Regions from separate parts of the Pan troglodytes genome. Here regions 1 and 3 are each linked to region 2. The links are chromatin contacts, called in public HiChIP or PLAC-seq maps. All regions are on one chromosome and are shown on one strand. Each heading gives the region's core, a stretch centred on a gene start, on an enhancer-like site or on the middle of the called end of the contact. The rest is flanking DNA. Distances are from core to core; before and after follow the strand shown. Region 1 holds the start of GFRA2 (GDNF family receptor alpha 2). Region 2 holds the start of DOK2 (docking protein 2). Region 3 holds the start of REEP4 (receptor accessory protein 4).

What was found. HiChIP or PLAC-seq counts read pairs in DNA pulled down with a chosen protein or histone mark.
Region 1: a contact with region 2 is called in an H3K4me3 HiChIP or PLAC-seq map of stem cell-derived excitatory neurons, with 4 times the contacts expected there. The contact joins the promoter of GFRA2 here to the promoter of DOK2 in region 2. A contact is called at or near these places in 2 of 7 Hi-C or Micro-C datasets (both in induced pluripotent stem cells) and 1 of 1 datasets of contacts at active chromatin or transcription factors (stem cell-derived excitatory neurons).
Region 3: a contact with region 2 is called in an H3K4me3 HiChIP or PLAC-seq map of stem cell-derived excitatory neurons, with 3 times the contacts expected there. The contact joins the promoter of REEP4 here to the promoter of DOK2 in region 2. A contact is called at or near these places in 1 of 7 Hi-C or Micro-C datasets (stem cell-derived neural progenitor cells) and 1 of 1 datasets of contacts at active chromatin or transcription factors (stem cell-derived excitatory neurons).

What each region holds. Positions count from the first base shown.
Region 1 is chr7:30,117,050-30,119,749 of NHGRI_mPanTro3-v2.0_pri, forward strand. GFRA2 (GDNF family receptor alpha 2) reads right to left here and starts at 1,293. Exons shown (of 10, transcript XM_016959184.4): 1 at 1,227-1,293; 2 at 145-220. The coding sequence starts at 184.
Region 2 is chr7:30,245,472-30,248,171 of NHGRI_mPanTro3-v2.0_pri, forward strand. DOK2 (docking protein 2) reads right to left here and starts at 1,296. Exons shown (of 5, transcript XM_519640.7): 1 at 1-1,296. XPO7 (exportin 7) reads left to right here and starts at 2,226. Exons shown (of 28, transcript XM_063816905.1): 1 at 2,226-2,700.
Region 3 is chr7:30,469,940-30,472,639 of NHGRI_mPanTro3-v2.0_pri, forward strand. It overlaps REEP4 (receptor accessory protein 4), which reads right to left and starts at 1,397. Exons shown (of 8, transcript NM_001246540.1): 1 at 962-1,397; 2 at 136-208. The coding sequence starts at 993.

The DNA of each region.
Region 1 (2,700 bases), core at 43-2,542, 130 kb before region 2:
TCGGTTCGCCAGCACCGGGCCCGGCTAGCTCCACGGCGCGCTCTCCCCGCCGACCTCCCGCCAGCCCCCCACCGGCGCTCCGCTCGCCCCCCGCCTCTCCGGCTTCTCGCCTCCCCCTCGAGCTCGCCGCCCGCAGGTACTCACCTAGAAAGAAGAAGAGGCAGAAGACGTTTGCCAAGATCATGTTAAATAAATCCCACCGTTTTTTTTGTCTTTCTCCCTTGGGTAAAAAAAAAATAATAGTAGTAACAACAACAATAATAATAGCCAAGCAGTGGTAATCAGCCCCAAATCCAATGCGGAGATCCCAGCTAGTCCACCCGATGAAGATCCCGAGTCCTGCGATTCTCGCCTCTGGCTGGAGGGGGTGGGGTGAGAGGCGGGCGATGGGCTGCTGCCTCTCGACGCCCCCCTTGCCTGCTACAGTCAAATATACGCGTATCTGTGTATCGGCTTTCTAAGCCAACAGCCCAGTCCTAGGGTCAGCCCTCCCCTCCAATCGTCCGGGAAGGCGTGAGTCCCCGCGGGTCCAATTCCCCTGCGCTTCCCAGGAGGGGCCTGGGGAGGTGGGGAGAGAGGCGATTTGCGAGTGAAGGGCTGGAAGGAAGCGGCGAGGGAGGGGGTCGGAATAAAATGCAAATAGAAAAGAAATCCACAGACGGGTGTCAGCGCCCAAGAACAATCCAGTCGGAGCTTCGAGGACGAGAGACTGGAGTCGCTTCTTTCGCACCAAGACGAAGACAAGATTCAAAAAAATCTTCTCCCGCTAACCCTTGCTCGGCTCACTTTTTTCTAATGGAATTCCAGTGACCGTGTGTCTCTGCGTGCGTGTGTCTTTCTCTCTCCTCTCTCTCTCTCTCTCCTCTCCCTCGCTCGCTCTTTGCTCTCGCTCTCTCTAGCTCTCCCTCGCTCTCCTCTCTCCCTCCCCCTTCTCCCACTCTCCCTGCTCCTCCCTCCGCCCGCCCCCTTCTCCCTTCGCGGCTCCCTCGCCCGGGCTCTCGCGCCAGCGCCCCTCTCCTCCGCCCCGGGCTCGGCGCTCGGGCTCCCAGGCGGCTGGCGGCGCGGGGCGCGGGAGCGCGGCGGAGCTACGATGCTCTGCAGCGGCGGCGGCGACAAGGCGGTGGCGGTGGCGGTGGCGGCGGCGGCGGCGCCGGGGATCGCGGGCCGAGAGGAGAGCCCAGCCGCCGGCTCCCTCGGCTCAATCGCCCGCCCTTCCTGGGACTGACCTGCTGCCTTGGCCGGAAACTGACTGGCTCCCCCGGCTACGGCTCGGGCTCGAACCCACTCAAGCGTCGGCACCCTCCTCCTCCTCCCCCCGCAGCTCTCCCCACCCTGGGGACGGGCTGCGCCCTCCAACCCCCACTGCCCCTGCCCCCGCCCCCTGCGCCGCCGGGTCTGGGAAGCCTGGGGAGCCGAGCTGAGGCTGGAGGGCGCGGAGTCCGTGGGGCCCGAGCCATCCGGGGGCTCGGGGGGCAGGGCGTTAGAAAAACCCCAGCCGGTGGCCCGGGTCTGAGGGGGGCTCCACCCTCCGTGGGCTAAGGCGTCCCTGCGCCCAGGAGCCGAGGCCGACAAAGCGTCTCCCCGATGGTGCCAGGGAAAGGAATTATCCCCTTCGGCGCCGGCCCCGCGCGCCCCCGAACCCAACGCAGCCTGCCGGCCCCGGCCTAGCCCCGCGCGCACATACACGTGTGCTCTCCGCGCGGACCTCGGGAACTTTGCCCTCACGCCCGCGGCGCGCTTGCCTCCCGCCCGCCCCGGCCTCCACCCCTTCGAGATGCCCCTTCCCCAGCCGGTCTCCCCTCCCCCGGCTCGGGAAGAAGCCTGCTGGGCCAGGGCGCCCTGACCACCTCCTCGGTGGCCGGCAAACCTGCCTGAACCGCCCCAGAGGGATCGGGCAGGGGCTCGCACCCCACCCCGGCAGGAGCGCCCCGAGACCGACCCGGGCCGGGGCTCCGCAGCCGGTTGGGCTCCGAGGAGCTCGTCCCGAGGCAGCTCCCGGCTCCCTAGGCTCCGGGGTTGGGGGGTTCCTCCTCCCCTAGCCGGGAAGGGGGCGATTGATCCATCTGTCGGTGGGCCGGGCTCACCGGCGTGTTTTAGTCGCAGAATTTACAATAAACGCCCAGAAGGACCAAAAAGGAAGCGTCTGGCTGGGAAAGGGCTAGAGGAGAGGTGCGGCTGCGGTCACGTTCCGGCGAGAGCGGGAGAGGCGCGGGGTCGCGGTCGCGCGAGGGCTCACACCGACGCAGCCCGGCATCCCCCGGCCCTCGCGCCACGTTCCTCGCACTCAGCTCGGCGCGCACACACGGTGTCCTGGGGTGGGGTACACGCAGCGCCTCAGAAACTTTTCGTGCTGCCCAAAACAATCTGGGCTGCACGTAACATGAATTTGATAGTACCGTTTAAGATGCATTCTTAAATAACAAGACTCTGGAATCCAGTAAATGCTAGAAATCGACTTGGACGAGAAGGGAGGGGTCACTAACAAAACCAGCAGCCTTAGCTATTGGGAAAGCTAGAGGGAGCAACTTCCATCTTGAGGATTTAGGCGGGAAGGCGGCTGCTCCCGGCCTTGGAAGCACAGAGAGCGAGTCTCCTGTGAACGCCTCTTTCCTGTGGTCCGTCCTGGGGCATCGACCTTCCTCCCTCCATCTTCTCCCCCAGCCATCCAGTTGTGCCTGCTTCGAGCCTAGGCCCTAGCTG
Region 2 (2,700 bases), core at 46-2,545:
AGAGAACTGATGTGGGCCTGAGACAGGTGAAGGACTGAGCGAAAGAATCAGTGAGCGTGTGTTCTGAAGGATCCCATCCCTGCCCCTTCCACCCCCAGTGGTCCCTGACTGTGGGGTGTGGGAGAGGGACAATGCCAGTCTCTTGAGCTTCATTTGTAGCCCCCACCCTTTCTCCATTAAGTCTATCACTTTTCTCAGTACTAAGGAAAGAGAGAACCCAGTTCTAGAAACCCGCTGAGAGGAAGGGCCTATAACATAACATAACATAACATAACATGTTACCTAACAGTGACATAATATTTAGAATGCTTTATGTCTTCATATGAAACCCACATGCACCCTAGAATGAGACATAAAGAAGTTAATACATTCAACAGTTTTTTAAATTTATTTTTTGAGATGGAGTCTTACTCTGTCGTCCAGGCTGTAATGCAGTGGCACAATCTCGGCTCACTGCAACCTCCATCTCCTGGGTTCCAGCCATTCTCCTGCCTCAGCCTCCTGAGTAGCTGGGATTACAGGCGCGCACCACCATGCCTGGCTAATTTTTTTTATTTTTAGTAGAGATGGGGTTTCACCATGTTGGCCAGGCTGCTCTCAAACTCCTGACCTCAGTTGATCCACCCCCCTCAGCCTCCCAAAGTGCTGGGATTAAAGGTGTGAGCCACCATGCCCCGCCTCAACAATTATTTACTGAGCATCTACTCTGTGCAGAGGTACTAGGGATACAACATAGACAGAATCGTTGTTTATACTATGTCTGCTTTTAGTTGGAGGGACTGATAATGAAAGAGTAATAATATGTAGTTTTGGACAGTGATCAATGCTGTGATAGTGATAGGCACAGGGGACAACTTTCAAGAGGGTGGTGAGAAAAGGCTCTCTGAGAGGTGACAAGTGAGCTGAAAAGTCCATGAGGAGAGTGAGCCAGCCATTTCACGATCTGAAGGGAAACCAATCCAGGCAGAAGTTACTGCAAGTGCAAAGGCCCTGAGGCAGGAGATCCTGGCTTTGCAGAACTGCAAGGCCAGAATGACCACAGAGCATTGAGCCAGAGGGGGCATGGTAGAGTGAGGTCAGCTCATACGACCTCTTGAGCCACAGCAAAGATTCGAATTCTAAATGCAACATGAGGCCACTTAAGGATTTTAAGTAGGAGTGTAAATTATCTGAATTATGATTTTAAAAAAATGTTCTGGCCAGGCGCAGTGGCTCACACCTGTAATCCCAGCACTTTGGGAGGCAGAGGCGAGCGGATAACCTGAGGTCAGCAGTTCCAGACCAGCTTGGCCAACATGGTGAAACCCTGTCTCTACTAAAAATCCAAAAATTAGCCAGGTATGGTGGTGGGCGCATGTTATCTCAGCTACTTGGGAGGCTAAGGCAGGAGAATCGCTTGAACCAGGGAGGCGGAGGTTGCAGTGAGCAGAGATGGCGCCATTGCACTCCAGCCTGGGCAACAGAGCAAGACTCTGTCTCAAAAAATAACAAATAAATAAAATAATGTTCTGCAGCAGCCAGCTATATGGAAAATGGGTTATCAAGGGGCAAGACAGGAAGCAGGGAAACTAATTAGGAATCTATTACCAGAGCACAGGAGAAAGGTAATGGTGGCTTGGACCAAGGTGTTAACAGTGGAGATGGATGGAGAAGTGGTCATATTGGGTATATATTAGATATAGATTGAACAGGACTTGCAGGTGACTTGCATGTTGGGGACTGATAAGACTTGAAGAATCAACTCCTGAGTGTTTATTAGGAGCAACTGGATGAATGGTGGTACCATTTACTGAGGAAGGGAAGACACAGGGAGAAACACGGGGAGGTTGGGGTGCGGGGGTGGGGGAAGGGAGGGTGGACAGAAATTTGGGCCTGGCCCACTGTGAAACTGTTACCTCTATTCAGTCCAGTAGGGAATCCAAAGAATTTCCATTGCAATTGTGACTCTGAGAATATTTCATTGCCCGATGCCAGGTTCAGAAAGCCACTGACCCCATCACCCTGCCTCTTTATACGCTCGGAGCTAATGATAGGACGCTGGGAGGTTTTGGGGAAAAACAAAAACCCAACATCTCAAAAGGTCTATGCTCGCTAGAAGTTAACAGTCAAAAGCTCTGCCACTTAAATCTTCTGCCTCTTAAATCTTCTCTGAGTCAGCCTAATTGGCAGAGCCTAATTTGCATACAGAACCCTAGCTGCAAGGAAGTTTGGGTAATGTAGTTTCCAGGTGCCCTACCTCTGCAAACCAGGAAGACCCACTAGGAGGACGGAAGTCGAAATGAATGCTGAGCACCGGTCCACTACATCCACCAAGGGTGTGTAATTCACTACCACCATCATTTGCATATGATGGTAGTCCCCTGTAAATACAAACTTCAAACAATCAGTGCTCTCAGAATCCAGCTATGATCTAATCTGGGGGCCTTAAAAGGAAGCCACAGTGGAATCCAATGGAAAACAGGAACCGGCATTATCTAACAGATAATTCCTAGTGAGGAAGACTGGAATTGGCCTCAGCATGCAGGGGCTGACCTTATCTGACCCAGAGAGATGGCTTTCCCACTCATACCTCCACAAGACCGAGCCTAGGGGTCCTAACCACCAGCCCCGCTGCCTCTTCCAGCATCTGACCCTCTCGGGAGGCAGTCTAGAGTATTGGCAACGATGACAATGTCTTTGGGAAGCCAGAACTGTGCCTTC
Region 3 (2,700 bases), core at 147-2,646, 220 kb after region 2:
AGGGCCCATTCTCTCTCCCTCCCCACTCCACTCAGGATGTGCCACACAGCCTTGCCCCTGGAGGAGGGAGAGGCCAACTGAGACCCTCCCCACCTCACCAAGTCCTATTAAACACACCCAAACCCCCACGCTCACATATTCACGAATGTTCTTGGTCTTCACAGCCTTATAGGAAGCATAAGCTGGACACAGCATCCCAAACACCAGCCTGGAAGAGCAGCCATGGGGAGTGTGAGGGGCACCATGCCCCACTCCCACCTTGCCAAGTGGCCATTTCCCCCCACTGGGGTGCAAGGTGGCAGTACCCACCCTGTTTTTCTCGCTTGGCTTGTACAACCCGTGCCTGAGTCAGAGCCCTGGAGGCCACCTCCCCACCCTGCTGTTTACAAACATCCCAAGCCTGCCCAGGCCTGCACCGGTGGCCCATGGGTGCGTGATGGAGTGAGAGGACAGCCACTCCACGAAGTGGGTGAGAACACCAGACTGTCCCCTCCCATGGGCATGCAATCAGGCCCAGGGTCACCAGACCTGACACTGCCGGGTTGCAGATAGGGCTATGTGAGCCAGATGTTGGCATACTCAAAGGTGAGGAATAGGATGGTGAGTCATGTGACTGCTCAGATGGCAAGCAGGCACCTGGATTCTCCGCCCACAACGTGCCATATCACCTTGTGTTTGCCAAGGGGCAGCAACGTAGGCCTGTGGCCCTCGGCTCCACGCATCTGTTTGCAGTGTGTGTGGCGTGCGGCAGGGGTCGTTCTCAGCCAACGAGGCTTGGTGGGGCGGGTAGCCTGCGGTGCCCGAGACACCGCGTGCAAGCCCACAGGTCCGTTAACCCTTGCATGGAGTGCTGGAGGGTGGAGCTCAGAAAGTTCCTCCTCCCACTAGACGTCCACAGCTTCCACCACAGGGGCGGGACGGCACCCCGGGGTAGAGGAGGTCTGAGGGCGGCCATACTCACACCACCAGGCGACAGATCATCCAGGACACCATCTTGCCGGCCTTTGGGACGTGGGGAGGACCCCAGGAAGCCGCTCAGAAGGACGTTCACTCAAGGGCTGGGACGGGGGGTGATCAGGGCAGTTGCGGGAAGCAGAGGGGCGATCCGGCTGTCCCTCGGCGGAGGCAGAGCCCGCCGCCCACGGCCTCCGACTGTGCAGTTCAGGGGACCTGGAGAATGGGGAGACCCGAGGCAAAGCGTCCCCGGCGGGAAGGAAGCCGACTTGGGAGCGGGCGCGCCCCGCGGCCGGGGCAGTTACAGCTCCCACCCGCCCTTTCTGCCGCGGAGAACCTGGCGCTCGGCCCTTGCTGCTGGTCCCGCGCTGGAGCGGGTCGCCGCGGTTCCAGCGCGCCGGGCCACCAGCACCGGCCTACAGGGCGGAGTTCGCAACTCACTTGAAAGTTGCACGGAACCGAGTGCTGCCCAACCCCAGGGCTCCGGCTCGCCACGCAGGCGCAGTGTAGCCCCGGAGGGGGCGGGGCGAGGTCAGGGAGGCGAGAGGCCGGCCCCTTAAAGGGGCGATGTGCCGCGGGACTCGCGCGTGGGGCCCACAGTGGAGTCACCTTCCCAATCGGAAAGATTAGCGTGTGGGAAGCTGCAACAAAAAAGCAGGGGGAGTGCGGGGGTCGGCACACAAAGGAAATCTGGACTCCAGAGTTTTCGCGACCCTTCACTGGCTTTTCCCGGTGTCTTTCCCTCTCGCCTCATTTTCCCCTCTGTGAACTGGGTAAAGGCATGAGATGCGGTTGGTGGGGTAGAGGGAAGGATCTCCTCTGCAGGCTCAGGCAGGAGCTGGAAGGAAGCTTGGCTGAGCGCCAGCAAGTCCGGGTCTCACACCAGTGGGTCCAGGAGGGAAAGAGGGGAGGTGTGGGGGGAGAGGGAACCTGAGGGACTTTTTGCCCCACCAGGTTTCAGGGGTTCCCTTCTCTCTGGGATGCCTTTCCAGATCCCTGACTCCGGGGCAGGCTGACCGCGATGATTTGAGGCATTCTGGGTAGAGCTCTCAGCTCCCACACTCCTTCTTCAGCAGAAGTTTGAAATTCCACCTATTCCTCTGAGCCAAGTACACAAATAACCCTGGGCCCTTAATAGTAGTATCAACCATTGCCATTTTGTAATGCACGTTTGCACGCAAGGTCTTAGTCTTTGCAAACTTCTTTTAACCATGTAGGAAATAGGATGCTCAGTGGTGAAAAGTAACTTTCCTTGTATCACCCAGTGGTATTTATTGCTGGCTGGTGGCTACATGCTTGGCTTGATCAGTCTTCTGAGAGATCAGCAGCTGCAGGCTGAGTGGCCCTGCAGAGGGCCATGGAACCGGATAAGTTCCTCTGGGAGGGAGGCAGACGCCAGGAAGAAGGGGGAAGGCTCTAAAAAAGAAGGCAAACGTTGCTGCTTCTACTACTTGCCCTGTGAGGTTTCATTCTTTTTGACATCTTCAGCTTACTGCCTCTGTTGTTCCCTCTGAAAATAGTGTCCCCCACCTTGCAGAGGGTGGGAGCAAAGCTGTCCGGGCATGTGGGGTGGAAACACAGGCAGTTACTGCTTTTTATTGGAGCCACAGTTAACACCCACCAGCTATCATAAGGATGGAATAGGTAATCATGGGGCCAGGGAAAGGAGGCTTCTGGGGGATAAATAAACACACGGTGATTATATGGTCTTAATTATTGTCATCAGTTTTATTGGTATTGCTGGGT